Regions from separate parts of the Capra hircus genome. Here region 1 is linked to region 2. A link is a contact called in public Hi-C data. All regions are on one chromosome and are shown on one strand. Each heading gives the region's core, a stretch centred on a gene start, on an enhancer-like site or on the middle of the called end of the contact. The rest is flanking DNA. Distances are from core to core; before and after follow the strand shown.

What was found. A called contact is a pair of places that touch in the nucleus more often than the background predicts.
Region 1: a Hi-C map of blood shows a contact between it and region 2, with 2.3 times the contacts expected there. The contact joins two enhancer-like sites. A contact is called at or near these places in 2 of 5 Hi-C or Micro-C datasets (both in blood).

The regions. Positions count from the first base shown.
Region 1 is chr3:104,555,653-104,562,853 of ARS1.2, reverse strand. It overlaps ZBTB7B (zinc finger and BTB domain-containing protein 7B), which reads right to left. Exons shown (of 4, transcript XM_018046214.1): 4 at 4,701-6,979. The coding sequence ends at 6,514. DCST2 (DC-STAMP domain-containing protein 2) reads left to right here. Exons shown (of 15, transcript XM_018046213.1): 12 at 811-938; 13 at 1,291-1,384; 14 at 1,489-1,629; 15 at 4,495-5,748. The coding sequence ends at 4,540. Among named protein-coding and RNA genes, the nearest start is that of DCST2, 12 kb to the left of the region's middle. Within about 2 kb of position 5,518, at least 5 of the 5 cell types and tissues checked have an H3K27ac peak or open chromatin away from gene starts, as enhancers often do.
Region 2 is chr3:104,488,579-104,496,481 of ARS1.2, reverse strand. PBXIP1 (pre-B-cell leukemia transcription factor-interacting protein 1) reads left to right here. Exons shown (of 11, transcript XM_005677424.2): 10 at 28-1,247; 11 at 1,714-2,804. The coding sequence ends at 1,795. Among named protein-coding and RNA genes, the nearest start is that of PBXIP1, 13 kb to the left of the region's middle. Within about 2 kb of position 4,716, at least 1 of the 5 cell types and tissues checked has an H3K27ac peak or open chromatin away from gene starts, as enhancers often do.

The sequences.
Region 1 (7,201 bases), core at 4,269-6,768, 66 kb before region 2:
TCTGTTCTCCATGTCTGTGAGTCTGTTCCTCCACGTCTGTGAGTCTGTTTCTCCACGTCTGTGAGTCTGTTCTCCATGTCTGTGAGTCTGTTTCCACATGTCTGTGAGTCTCTTCCTCCACGTCTGTGAGTCCGTTCCTCCATGTCTGTGAGTCTGTTTCCACATGTCTGTGAGTCTCTTCCTCCACGTCTGTGAGTCCGTTCCTCCATGTCTGTGAGTCTGTTTCCACATGTCTGTGAGTCTCTTCCTCCACGTCTGTGAGTCCGTTCCTCCATGTCTGTGATTCTGTTTCCACATGTCTGTGAGTCCTTTCCTCCATGTCTGTGAGTCTGTTCCTCCATGTCTGCGATTCTGTTCTTCATGTCTGCGAGTCTGTTCTTCATGTCTGTGAGTCCATTTCGACATGTCTGTGAGTCTGTTATCCATGTCTGTGAGTCCATTTCTCCATGTCTGCGAGTCTGTTTCATAAAAGTTCCTCTGTGTCATATTTTAGATTCCACAAATAAGCGTTATCGTATAGTACTTGTCTTTCTGTTTCCGACTTCATTCGGTATGAGATCTCCCGGTGCACCCATGTTGTTGCAGATGGCACTATCTCGCTCTTTTCCTGGCTGAGCAGTACTCCACAGGATATATGGGCCACATCTTTTTTATCTGTCCATCTGTCCATAGATAGTTAGGTGGCTTCCGCGTCTTGGCTGTTGTGAATAGTGCAGCTTTGAGGAGAGGGGTGCATGTACCTTTTTGAATTATTTTTTTGTCCAGATATATTGAGCTGACCTACTTAGTGTCTGGGACCCCTCTCCTCAGGTGTTCCTGCCTGGTTCCATTTATCAGCCACTTCAGCCAGCATCAGACCTACTGCCTGGGCTGTGGGCAGCTGCAGGACGAGGGGGACACAGAGAATTCGGTGGCTTGCAGTACCCCAGGCTGCAGAGGTGAGAGTTCTGAGGAGGATGCCTCTCTGCTGGGACTCTCACCATTTGTATATGACAGTCAGCTTTTATGGACTTCTGTACCTCACCTTTTGTACCCCTCCCTTCATTATGACGCATGTCCTCTTTTACACAGAACCCTCAGGTAGCTCATTTTCTCTGTGTGCCTTAATCCTCCAGTGCAAGTAGAATTCCTATGCAAGTGGTATTGCAGCAGTTCCCCAGAGTGCATGGTTTGATGAATGGTCTCCCCCTTGGGTGGAGCTGGGGAGGCAAGGGCTGAAAGCTCGGGAGCACAGTGCCGGGGTGAGGGTGGGGGAACAAGTTCAATTCCGTCCCTCCTGGCCTCCTCCAGGTCTCTTCTGTCTCACCTGCTTCCGTCTCCTGGGCAACACCTGCTCCGTGTGTGCGTCTCCCCTCTCCTGCCAGGAGGAGCTGGATCTAGAGCTGTGAGTCTCAGGCAACATGGGGTGGCTGGAGACTGTGGGGGCAGTAGGAGCGGCCACCCCTCTGCAGGACCTCTGTGGGCTACTGAGATGGGAGGCTTCTCCAGGGACTCCAGTGATGAGGAGGGCCCCCGCCTATGGCTGGCTGCCGCCCACCAAAAGGGTCCTGAGCAGGAGGCGCTACTGCGGCAGCAGCTCCAGGAAGCGCTGGGCAGGACCCTCTCATCGGATTCCATGTCGGAATCCAGGTGAGTGGAAGACTTCAGGCGTGGGGACTGGGAGGCCTAAGCATGTTCGGTCACATTTATCAAGGGTTTCTTGGCTGCCTGGCCCTCTGCTAGAGCTGGAGAGATAAAAGGGGTAGTGGGGAGGGGGGTTTGCCCCATGCCTGCTGTGTCAGCACCCCTGCCCTGGGGTGAGTGGGGGAGAGCGACATCAAGTAGATAAGTGACAATGTAGAGAGCACCCCAAATGAGGAGTGAAACAGGCTCTGGGAAGCACAGAGGACAGAACACCCGGTTTGGGATGGAGGTATATTAATGAAAGCTTCACGAAAGAAGTCAAAAAAATAGGTGGGCTTGATTTTCACTCACAGAGAGCCAAGTATATCAAATGCTGTGAGATTATCAAGTAGGATGAAGCCTGGAAGCCAGAGGGTTTGTCAGGCTAAGGAGTGCAAGAGGACATTCCAGGGGGAGGCTTGTGTGAGTCTGGAGAATATGGGACACTTAGAGGTGAGGGGAGGGTCAGGGAGGGGTGTATTTGTGGCTGGGTGGAGACAGCAGAGCATACTGGGAGATGAGGTTGCCCATCAAGGCAGGGAGAGGTGGGAGAGGGCCTCAGTTTACCATCTGAAGATCCTCAGTCAGAAAGTGATGTATTTGTCTTTTGGGACAATAAGCTAAGAAGGCAGAGTGGAGGCAGGGTGGGAGCAGGGAGACCAGAGAGGAGGCTGTCTTAGCTCAGGAAAAGTTGGTGACAGCCTCAGGACTGAGGTGCTGAGAATGACAGGGAGCTTGTGTTTGGAACTGGGTGGTGTTAGGGCAAGAGGAGAAACAGGTTCTGCAGAAACAATGGCCCAGTTCTAGACCTTTCTGGTATCTGTAGGGAATCCACTGGGAATGCCCAGGGGACAGTTAGAAAAGGGCAGGGCTCTGGGCCAGAGGTATCTTTTGGGGGGTTGTTGACTTGGAGACTGTGAGAGAAATGAGCTGGATCACCCTGGTGGAGGGCAGGGCAGCAGAGGAGGAGGCAGGGACATGACCCTGAGGGGCTCCATCACAAACCAAGGAGGGGAGAGACTCAAGAACAGAGAGCCAAGCGGATCCGGTGTTGTGAGATGATCAGGTAGGATGAAGCCTAAAGACTGGTCATTGAATTTGGTGGTCGAGAGATCCTTGGAGTGGCTTGTGGGACTATTTCTCATGGTGTGGGGAAGGCCAAAACCAGTCCTCGTGGGTTGAGGGGGTGACTGGTAGAGAAGACTCAGAAATGGGGTACATGGCTCTGTCACTGTTGCAAGTTTGGAAATTATTATTAATATTTTTAACGTCACTGCTGTAGTTTAAAAAAGGAAGCTTGATGGTAAAGAGGAGAGAGTTAGCTTCATAGAACAATAGAGTAGCTTGAAGGGAACCTAAAAGATTTTTCTTTATCCAAGAAAAAGCTTTTTCTTTACCCAAGTATGGGGAGATTTGAGGATTTCAGAGATGAAAAAAGTGTTGAAGAGTGAGAGATGCCGGAGAGATGGGATCTAGGGCCAGGTGAACAGGGTGGCCTCAAATAGGACCGGGCTCGCCCGAGGCAGGAGGGGAGAGGGCATGTTCCTCCCAGCAGAGCTGAGCCTGCTCCAGTCTGATGGCCTTGCTTTTCTCAGGGTGAGGGGGTGGGGTTGGGGACTGGGGGTGGGGATAGGAGGCATGCACACCTGCTGAAACAGTAAAGAATGGGGTTGGGAGTGGAATAAAGGTTTCAAGGAGTGGGTGGTGGAGGTTGAAATGCCTGCCTTGGGGAGTGTGCAAAGGAGCCAACTGGGGAGGTTAAGAGATTTCCAGGGAGCGTTAAAGGCTCAGATGAAGTTGAAAATCATCACGTGTAATGACAGACTCCAGCGTGCTTGGTTACGTGGTTTTCTCAAGCAAATGTGGTAGCCATGAATGGGCTTCCAGGGTTGAAGGCTTTTTCTGGGCAGGTCAGGAGATGATGGGGTGAGAATTGGGGTGCTTTAGTCAGAGTATCTAAGATGACTGGGGAAGAGAAAGGGGTTGAGATCCCAGGGGGCAGTCCAAGGTCTATGTGTTGCTGGGGTATTAAAGCAGAGGCCAGGAGGGATGCAGACAATGGGCCAGGCCCAGGAAGAATCCGGGGGATAAATCCAGAGAGTAGCCAAGATTGAGGGTGATGTCCGAGTAGGAGCGGAGAGGAAGGTCATTATGGCCAAGGAGGCTGAGGATTGGAAAGCCAGTGTGTTGGAAGAGCCTGCCCACCAGCGAGAAGGCAGCTGGGCCACAAGAGCAGCTCAAGTCTGGTACCAGCACCCTGGATGGGTATGGCAGGATGTTGGCAGGGCCTGGGGAGATAGGCACAGCCCAGGAGTGTAGCTTCCATGGGAGCCAGGGGCTTTGCAATACGCCACAGGCATGCCAAGTCTGAGAAAGACAAGCAACCTCCACTTGGGAGGACTGAAGAGAAAACTGTCCAGTGGTCACATTCCAGTGTGAATGGGGCACCAGAAGTTAGTAATGAATTCAGAGGTTGAAGGGGAAGGAAAGTTTTATTTTGAGTGGTTCCAGAGGGCTCAAGGAAGTTAAAAGCTGGGCAGCCAGGGAGGTACCCTACAGCCTTGAGTGAGTATTATTTCCGAGGTCACTACTGGTTCTGCCCTTGCAAAGCACATGACCTTGGGCACATCATTGCCCACTCATCTCTCAGCCTTAAGTCAGACGATATCTACAGACACACGCTGGCTTGCTTTGGAGGGGCCTGTGAGAGCCGCAGTGGCTGGAAGACAACAGGAGCCAAATCTGAATAGACAGGGCAGGTGCAGGAGGAAGGAAGTCACCTGTGAAAACAGAATCCTGGTGACTGGGCCACCCTCTTCCTCTCCTCACTAGTGACCTGGATGAAGAAAAGGGGCCTCAGGAGAGAAGGCACAGGTAGCCACCACCACTTGAGGCCCTGTCTGTCAGCAGCCCCCTCAGCCCCGCTAACTGCCTCAGAAATCCTCTGCCCTCAAAGCAGTCCCATCTCTCATTTCCCCTCTCCTCCCCATCCCGCCCACATACCTCCAAAATAAAGAAATCAAAGTTGGACACAAGCATGAATCTTAAATTATTATTATTTCTTCCTGTCGCTTACACCCGAGGTGGGGGGCAAGGGAAGGGGAGGGCACAGGAGAGGGGGGACCGCCTCCCCCCTTAAGGCACTGAGTGGAGAAGCCGCAAGGGGGGGGGAGGCCACACTGTCCTCACTCCCCGGGGCTGGGCCCCCCATCACCTGAAATGCAAAGAGGAGGCCCAGAGCAACCTGGCCTCCCTCTACCCCAATATATTACATCATCACTTTTTAAATAGAGACAAGGACTGGTCCCGCTACCCCCTCCCTGTGACCCCCCCCACTATTGGGGGTACCTGGGCAGCTGTGCAAATGGGCATGGGGGTGCATGGGAGGGAGGGAGAGCACCGGGCCCCTGAACCTGCCCCTTTTAAGGAGGGGGGGGCCGCCAGGCCAGGGAGGGGAAATAGTGCAAGGCAGAGCCCAGGCCCGAGCGGGGTCCAGCACCCAGCGAGGAGGCAGGGGAGATACCCCCACCCCCAGCAGAATTGGGTAGTTAAAAATCTGAAACTAGATTTCAACAAGACCAACAGAAAAGGCTATGTACAGAACGGGGGGTGGATTCAATCCTAAGGGAAGAGTGAGGGAATTACTCTCCCCACCCCAACAGGGAGCCCTGGCAGGCAAGGGTCTAAGGGTAGGACTCCTTTCCCACAGGGCCGCAGCCCACTTTCCCTGGGGGCGCGGGGGGCAGTTCCGCGCCCCGGCCTTGGCAAGGGGGCGCAGCTCACCCGCTGGGGTGGTGGAGGTGGAGAAGGCGGCTCCCTGGCAGTGGCCGCCAGGGGCGCTCGCACGCGCAGGGCACAGCCGCCAGATGGCGCCGGCCAGCCCGTTCTCCGCCAGGCTCCCCGCCAGCCCCTCACCCGGTCCCACACCCAGCACCGCGCCAGCCCGGGGGCGGCGTGAGTCAGGGGCGGCAGCAGTGGTGGTGGCGGCGGCTCGCACCTGGGCGGGGAGGAGGTGGGGAGGAGGAGAAGAGGGTAGGACACCGCCCGGCCCGCCCTGCCCTCTGGCCCCGGGGAGGGAGCGGCGGGAACAAGACATTCCCTGCCCGGGGACGCGGGAGGGGAGGGCCGGGGAGGAGAACCGGCAGCGGCTCCCCTGGCTGGGCGGGGCCCTCCCGCTGCCCCCAGGGGCGGGCGAGCCAATCAGGCCACCCCGCCCCCTTCTCCAGGACCCCATGACTCAGCGCTGGGAGAAGGGCGGAGGGGGACTGGGATGGCTCCTTCCTTACAGGCCCAGTCCCCGTCTTCCAAGCTTTTACCTTGCTTTCCCCCACCTACCCATCCTTTGCCGCCCCCCTCTGCGTAATTCACTGCCAGGAAAAGGGAACAGAAACCAGGAAGGAGGGGTCTCGAAAGGGAGGGGTAGTCCTTCACCCCCTAACACAGCCAAAACCCCAAGGGGCATGGGGGTGGGGCAAGGCTTTGGTCCCAAGCCCCCCACCCCCTAGAAACCCGCATAGCCGAAGAGGGACCCCACAAATCAGAAATACATTATTGCTTCTACTCCCCAGGAGCAGCTGGGGACAGGGACCCCACCTTTACAATGGAGCTGTAAATATATACATAATATCATATGTATCACTCCGTGGGAGAGCACCCCAATCTGGGGAGACTCTGCCCCAAAACCTTCTCGGCTTGGAACTGGAATGAGGGCTCTGAGGGAAGGAGCCTATTTCCGATGCCAGGGAGACTCAGGGCCTGACCCCCAGCGCCGTCTCTGCTGTGTACACTCCCACTGCTTGGCATGGGCCTCCCCGGTCCCCGTGCTGCTCCAGCTCGGCCACTCGCCCCTCTTTAAGAGGTGTCCATGGCACCTTCAGCCTGAGGTGTGGCGGGTGCCCCCTCCTCCTCCTCGTCATCAGGGGGCCCTGGGGTGGAGTCTGGGGGCCCGGTAGGGGCGGACGTCTCCCAGAATCGAGCCAGAGACAGGCGGAAGGTGTCCAAGTGACCGTTGGAGAGGTCGAGGCCAGCAGGGGACGAGGCGGCGGCGGAGGGCGGGGGGTAGTGAGGGGGCGCATCGTCCTTGCGGCGCCGCCGGGTGCGCACCTCCAGGCAGTTCTGGCCCTTGAGGTGGCGCTGCAGGTGGTCCTCCTTGGCGAAAGCCTTGTGGCACAGGTGGCACTCGTAGGGCCGGTCCCCTGTGTGCAGGTGCATGTGGTTCTTGAGGTCGTAGCTGTGCAGGAAGCGGGCTGGGCAGTGTGAGCACGAGTAGGGGCGCTCTCCGGTGTGCTTCCGCATGTGGATCTTCAGCTTGTCGTTCCTGGTGCGGCAGGGAGAGGGCGAAGGGAGCCGTCACAGGGGGTCCCTGGGTCGCCGGCCCCGCCCCCTAGCACTGTTCCCCTATTTCTGCTCAGGGAGACCCTTGCTGACTTAGCCCCAGGTTAACCACCTGCCTCCAGCACAGTCAGATCTTTAAGGCCCCAGACCCACCTTCCTTGACTTTCTTTCTCCTGGTCTCTCGCCTCAGCCTGGGGACCACCCC
Region 2 (7,903 bases), core at 3,467-5,966:
CTGGACCCTCTATTACTCCCATTCCAGGCCCAGAAGGAAGAGCTTCAGAGCCTGATGCATCAGCCCAAAGGGCTAGAAGAGGAGAATGCCCGGCTCCGAGGGGCCCTCCAGCAGGGCGAAGCCTCCCAGCGGGCCCTGGAGTCAGAGCTGCAGCAGCTGCGGGCCCAGCTTCAGGGACTGGAGGCTGACTGCGTCCAGGGTGCAGATGGGCAGTGTCTCCAGTGGGGCAGAGGCCCACAAGCTGGCAAGGTCACCAAGGAGCAAGGCCCTACAGGGCAGGAGCCAAGCCCTGGTTTCCTGGAGCAAAAGAAACAGCTAGAGGCTGAGGCCCAGGCATTAAGGCAAGAGTTGGAGCAGCAGCGGCGGCTGCTGGGGTCTGTGCAGCAGGACCTGGAACGGAGCTTGAGGGAGGCAGGCCGAGGGGATCCAGCCCGGGCTGGCCTGGCTGAGTTGGGTCACAGGCTGGCCCAAAAGCTGCAGGGCCTGGAGGACCAGCGCCCTGGGGTTCCTGCCAATGTCTCAGAGGCCTGGCATCAGAAGCCTCACTTCCAGAATTCCAGGGAGCGGAGTGGGAAGGAAAAGTGGTGGGATAGGCAAGGGGACTGGAAGGCCGAGGCCTGGAAACATAAGATGGAGGCATCTGGCCGGGAGAAGAGCTGGCGGGGTAAGGAGGACAGGGAGCTGGCGGGGAGGCGGAAGGAGGGCAAGCCAAGGGTGGAGGAGTGGGCCGGCAAGAAGGATGGCAAGCGGCAGCACGCCAAGGAGCCCCCCAGGAAAAGTGGGCGCCCCCACCCCTCCGGAGAAAGGCAGAAACACCCTCGGTGGAAGGAAGGGGCTAAAGACGGGCATGACCCCCTGCCACTCTGGGCAGAGCTGTCTAGGCACGAGTACCAGGCACCGCAGGGCTGCTCAGGTGTGCATGAGTGTGCCCGGCAGGAGGGCCTGGCCTTCTTTGGCATAGAGCTAGCCCCCGTGCGGCAACAGGAGCTGGCCTCTCTGCTGAGGACGTACCTGGCGCGACTGCCCTGGGCCAGGCCGCTGACCGAGGAGCTGCCCCTCTCTCCCACTTACTTCGGTGAGGATGGTATCTTCCGCCACGACCGCCTCCGCTTCCGCGACTTTGTAGACGCCTTGGAGGACCGGCTGGAGGAGGTGGCAGTGAGAGAAACAGGTGATGACGACGCAGTGGACGACTTTGAGGATTTCATCTTCAGCCACTTCTTTGGAGACAAAGCACTGAAGAAGAGGTGGGCGGCTGTGGGGGAGCTGGGTCAGTGGGACAGAGCAGGGGGCGGGAGGTGATGGTGGGCCAAGGTGTCTGTGTGTATGTGTGGAGCCAGGGCCCTGAGTTGGGGGTGTTCAGTTTGAGGTTTTGTCTCTTGAGGGTAGAGAGCTGAGCCTGTGCTCAGCCCAGAGTCGTCCTGGGGAGTCCCCTTTGGGGCTAGAGTGTTTTTCCTCCCAAGTTGCCCTGTGCTGACCATACCTGTGTGGTCTGGGGGGTAAGAGAGATTGCTTCCTGTCTCCCCAGCTGGAGCCTTGTCCTGGGACACCAGGTCTGGCCACACTCCCCTCCCGCCAGTCTGATGGATGGTGGCTGCCCGTGTCCCTTGCCTTAGGGGGAACCGGGTCCCCTCTCAGGGGCCCCCCTTCTCATCACATGACATTGTTCTCTAAAGGCCTCTTCCTGCCTCCACTCCCTGCCCCCCCCAACAGGTCTGGGAAGAAGGACAAACATTTGCAGAACTCCAGAGTTGTGGGGCCCAGGGAGGAGCACAGCCCCCACCGCCGGGGCTGAGGCCCCGCGTTATCTGTCCCCTGGGAACCGTTAAGCTGCCACCTCCCTCGGCTTGGTTGGTGTCATTGGGTGTCCTTCACAGAGCAGCGTGGAGATCACCCAGCCCAAAAGGCCTTAGCTGGAGCTGCTGTGCTGTCTATGCAAATGAATGCAAATTCTTAGGGCCGTGACCCTTGCAGCAGATTGTGAAGGGGGGGATGGGAGAGAAGTCTGTGGGGGTAAGAGGTATGGGGCGATTCAGATTCTAAAGCCAGAGTGCTTGTGTGTGTGGTGTGTGTGTGTGTGTCTGTGTTTGTAGGGTGGGATATGAGGTATGGGGGCAATTCAGATTCTAAAGCCAGAGAATTTGTGTGTGTGTGTGTGTGTGTGTGTGTGTGTGTGTGTGTGTGTCTGTCTGTCTGTCTGTCTGTAGGGGGGCCAAGAGTGGGCCCCTTGGCTGCACACACTGACCCATGCACCCTGGGATTCGATTCACCCCGGTGGCTCCCGGCTGGCTGGAGGCCCAGCATGAAGGCTTTCCCTGGGGTTTTGTTAGATTTGGAAGGAGCTATCCCTAGGGAATCGAAGTCCCCCTTTTAGCCCAGCTCCTCACATGGCCTCACCTCTGCTTGTGAACTGTAGACTCAGATTCCAATAAAATTCTGTAGGAGCTGTGACATTGGGTGGGGGCTCTGTCGCTTAGGGCTGTTTCTAAGCTCAGGGGAAGCCCACACCCACCACCTCATACTGGTACTCACCTTCTCCTCTCCCCGTCACCTCACCCTCCCTGCAAACCTCAGGCCCTCCGGGCTGGAACTCCCCATTTTGCTCACAGCTGTCTTGGCTGCATCCCTGGGAGATGTAGAAATATGCAAGTGGGTTTTGGGCTCAAATCCTGGTTGAGTGATTTTGAGCAAATTAATCCCTGGGAACCTTGGGATTCAAATCCCCAAAAAGGGAAATTGAAGGGCTGGGGACTCTTCCAGCAGGATTGTAAATAAATCAATGTAAACAAAATATGTGTCCAATATTTGGTGCTCAGAAGTGATTTCACTCCCTTTAGAGTGTGGAGGAGGGTGGAGGAGGGGCTCCCCACCCCCACCTCACAGCACCGGCTTCTGCGTTGGGGGAGGTGAGGGAACCACTAGGTGGCGCCCTGGCTCCACATTTGCTCCAGACCTCACCTACCTCACTACTTGGTGCCCCAAATCTTGGACCCCTGGAAATCCCCCTGGGGGGACAGAATGAATGTGTGGCTTCAGGCCAGGTCCAAGGAGTGTGTTAGTAAAGCTGAGGTGTATTAGCCCCTCAGTCACGTCCAGCTCTTTGTGACCCCATAGACTGTGACTAGGCTCCTCTTGTCCATGGGATTTTCCAGGCAAGAATACTAGAGTGGGTTGCCATTTCCTTCTCCAGGGGATCTTCTTGACCCAGGGTTCCAACCCGGGTATCTCACACTGCAAGCAGACTCTTTACTGTCTGAGCCCCCAGGGAAGCCCAGGGGTCTGCCCGAAAGGGGACTGTAATTGATAACAAGTGCTTCTGTAACACTATGACTGATGGGTTGCTCACTGTTAAAGGACTTTAAGGATGCTAGCTTAATTCATGTGCGGATGTGAGAGTTGGACTATTCAGAAAGCTGAGCGCCGAAGAATTGATGCTTTTGAACTGTGGTGTTGGAGAAGACTCTTGAGAGTCCTTTGGACTGCGAGGAGATCTACCACCCAATCCTAAAGGAAGTCAGTCCTGAATACTCATTGGAAGGACTGATGCTGAAGCTGAAACTCCAATACTTTGGCCACCTGATGTGAAGAACCGACTCATTGGAAAAGACTCTGATGCTGGGAAAGATTGAAGGCGGGAGGAAAAGGAGACCACAGAGGATGAGATGGTTGGATGGCATCACTGACTCAATGGACATGAGTTTGGGCTCCCAGAGTTAGTGATGGACAGGGCAGCCTGGAGTGCAGCAGTCCATGGGGTCGCAAAGAGTCAGACATGACTGAGCAACTGAACTGAACTGAATTCTAATAGGATGGGGTGAGGCAGGGTGGGGATGGAACAAGGTTCACTCATTCAGCAAACATTTACACTCTATTGTGTACCAGAGGCAGTGTGGTACTGAGAATACGAAGGCGTGTTAAGGAGTTCATAGTCCAGTGGAGCCCCCTTTCTGAAGCATGAGGGATTGCAGTTAGACGTAAGGAAGAACTTCCTCATAGAGGGTCGATGAAAAGGGGCTTTAGGAAAGGAGTCTTCTAGAGTGTGTGTCGAGAGGAGTAAGTACAGTCTAGCCTGGGGACCAGGGTCTGGATTTCGCATCCTGGCTCTGTGGACCATCATCCACCTGAGGAAGCCTGGTTCACATTGCTTGCCTTCTGCAGGTGTTCAGAACTTACACTTCTTGGAGAGGGAGGCAGGCTAGGTAGGAGGTATGATTCCGTGTCCCAGGAGGGAGAATGTGTTTAGGGAGGGGACACAAATTGGCCCCCTGGGTTCCCAGAGGGTGTGGGCTGCCTGGGGCTTCTCAGTTTCGTTTCTAGGGCCCATTTCCTTCGTTTGCATAACGAACTCTCAAGGAGGCTAGGAAGTTCCCCCAAGCCCCCTCCTCTTTCTGAGCCACTCAGGAAGTGATATGCTGAGCTGGAGGTTTCTGAAACTGCTGAATCAGGAAGAAAAGACCACAAACCCAGGGGGTAGGTTGGGGAGGGGCCAGGACACCAAGGACATTGGCCATTCTGATTACCCTCTCTCTGCTGTCCCCCATCAGCGATCCTCCTGCCCATTGTAGGTCACTGCCACTCCGTCACACCCATGCCCCTACAGCAGCGCTGGTGAGGGGGGGACCCCGAGTCTCAGATCATAGGATGCTCGCTGGTCATAGACACAGCATGTGGAGACGAGCCAAGGGAGGCTGGAGCTGTGGGGACAGAGCTCCCTCCTTCCCACAGGGCTGGGGACATCTTTGACCACGCAGGAGGGTAGACCCACTGGACTCTGCCACACGACCTTGCTTGGCCCCCAGGGTCTGGCCTGGGCCCTTCCAGTTTAAGCATTTGGTATTTTAAGCACTTGGCTTTTCTGCCCTTTCCTCTGGGAACTCCCGCAGCTAAGTGCTCAGCTCCGGGGTGTCTTGGGGGAATCACTAGAATCAGGGGTGGCCCTCCTTGGCTTTCCCCTCTCAAGTGGAAAAATTCTGCTTCCTTTGACCATCCCCCAACTGTATTTCCCTGCGGTCCCCCAACCTGCCATTCCTCCCTCCCACCCCTGCCCCTCACTCTTCAGCCTCACCTCCTTTCCTGCCCTCAGCGCCATCTTCTCTCATCATGCCCCCTCCAGCCTTAACCTCCTCCAGGATCCTCCCCATCTCTTCCGGCTTCCCTGGGTCCTCCAGGCCCCAGTTTCACCCCTGCCTTTTACTCCCACCCATGCTGGGGAGTGGGGGGATGGGGTGGTGGTCACCTTCAACCTGCCCCACCCTATAAGCTCCTTGAAGGCCAGAGGCCTGTGTTCCTTTGGAGGACCACTTCCAGCCCCCTCTGCTGGGCCCCTGGACAGATACTGGATTGGCAGGCTGTTGCCATGGGAACCTCAATCTCCTCCTCTCATCTGTTCTGGGTCATAGGTACTCCTGGTCCCTCCACACTTCACCTGCTCACAGAGGGTCTGGCTGGAATCTGCAGGTAGAGGGGTGTGTGGGGGTTATTGGCCTAAACCCAGACCATATCAGATTCCTTTCACCAGCCAGTGGTCAGAGCCACAGAAGCCCCTTAGTACTAATTCTCGGGGGTTGTCCGAGTTCCCTGTCCCTCCCCTGTGGGCCTTCCCTCAAGGTTGCTGCCCATCCTTTTGTAGCCCTTGGCTTCTGGAATAGGCCCCTTCCCCGCTCACCTGGTCTCTATCCGGGGCCAGGTGGAGACCCAGCCCGGGTCTCTTCTAACTGGACTGGTAGCCTGGGCAAACTTTCGGTTCCGGTCTCCACAACTGCCTGCCTGCGGGCCTTCTTGCTTCAGGGCTCGGCTTTCTCATCACTGAAGTGAGCCTGTACATCCCCCTCATGGGTAGTTGTGATGATGGAATGAGCCATCCAAAGACAAAGGAAAAGGCTTTTCAAACTGTAGAGTGCTGTCAAAAGTTTTAGTTACTTAGCCTCTAAGGGGGAAGTTGAGGCCGCTGTGAACTACTGATATGGGAGCAGAGGGTGTTGGTTCCAGACCATGTAGTAGGAGCTGACAGGGAAAAGATGCCAGCCAGCACTCAAGACCCAACACTGTGCTACGTGCTGGGGCGACCACAGTCTTTGCCCCTGAGGCTAACCAAATTAGTTTAATACCAAGCAGAGAGGTTTTCTTTTTTTTAAATTATAGTTTATTTTTTAAAATTGTAATCAAAAATATTTGTTGTAATTGATTGATGACTGCTTTACAATATTGGTTTGATATCTGTCATACATCCACATGGATTAACCATAGGTATACCTATGTCCCCTCCCTCTTGAACCTCCCTCGCACCTCCCATCCCTCTAGATTATTATGGAGCCCCAGTTGGAGTTCCCTGAGTCATACAGCAAATTCCCATTGACTATCTATTTACGTATGTGAGTGTAATACCAAGCAGAGTTTTAAAAGTACTCTCTTACCAGTGGCAGAAAGGCGAAGAGGAAGGAAGGAGGGGGTGGTGTTTTTTTTTTTGGGGGTGCTGTGCTATGAGACATGTAGGATCCTAGTTCCCTGACCAGGAATTGAACCGGCATTCCCTGCAGGGGATGCATGGAGTCTTAACCACTGGACCACCAGGGAAGTCCCAGGAAGGGGTGGCCTTTGAGCTGGACCTTGAAGATAATAAGGATGGATGATGGGGAGGGGATCTCAGACTAGGCAGAAGTGAGGCCTTAGGGGAGGGTGGAACAGCCCTGTGGTCAGATGGTGTTAAGTTCACGGTCCTGCAAGGGAGCAAGTTCTCCCATAGGCCTGCTTGCAAGTGTATAGTGATAGGAAATGGAGAGAGGTGTGAGGGGCAGGGGCCATGAAAAAGGAAGACACACTGGGGTGCAAGGCAGCTGGCAGGTGGAAGGGTGGAATAGAAAGAGATGAAATCAGAGGTAGTTAGGAGGTGTCAGCCAGCAACTCAGGAGAGAGATGATGCAGGCCTGATTTAGAGCAGGGAATTAGAATGGCCTGGCCTTGGATGGGACAAGGGCAAGGGAGAGGGAGGAGCCAAGGACACACTGAGCTTCCCAGCCTCGTGAGAGCTGGATGACTGCATCCTCACCTGATACCAGGAAAGAAGGAGGAAAGGCTGGAACTGGTTTTGCAGGGGGTGGGGTGGGGTGAGGTGTGTGCAGTGGGGATGGAGGGGGCTGGGGATGGGGGAGGGGGAGCTGGTGGGCTTGATTGTTTACGGTGTGGGACAGGGATAAAGCCAGTCTTCCAGCAGGTCGCTCTTGTGCTCCACCAAGCTGTATGCGCCTACCTCCCAGTCCTTGCGTCCCTCCTACCCCCTGCCCACCCCCGAATTCCTTTCCAGGGCAGGGCCCCTTTGGAGAACTTCTTACCAGTCAGTACACTTACCTTTACTGGGCCTGAGAGGAGGCACCCAGCAGAGGCGAGTGTGTCCACTGAGGTCATCACTGAGCCCTTCTCTGCAGTCAAAGTGAAAGGTCATCATGCAGGGCCCATGGGCAGAAACCTGAAGCCGTGCACTGTGGCGAGGGAGGTAGGCATTAGACTGCCCCCTTGGGAAGCTCAACCACCTGTGGGCCAAACAGACCTGCCAGAAATGCTTGCTTATCTGGAATGCGGCCTTGGGCCCTTGGGGAGGCAGCTTTCTTTGTAGGGATGGCCCAGTGCAGGAATCTTGGCCTGAGAAACAGGCCACCCCTCTCATCTCCATGGGCCATGGGCTTTCAGAGCCCTTCTCTGCCTTTTATCTCACTGAGAAGTAGATCTTAAAGAAGGTGAGACCATGAATCTCTTTTTTATACAGACGAAGAACTGAGAGGGAGGGAGGAGTTGACTTGCCTAGGGTCCTATGATAGCTGGACAGTAGCAGTGGAGGAAGACTGGCCCCCAAGAAGCCCTTCGGATGCCAGTAGAAATTTGAAATGTCCGGTACCACGGCTTTTCACGC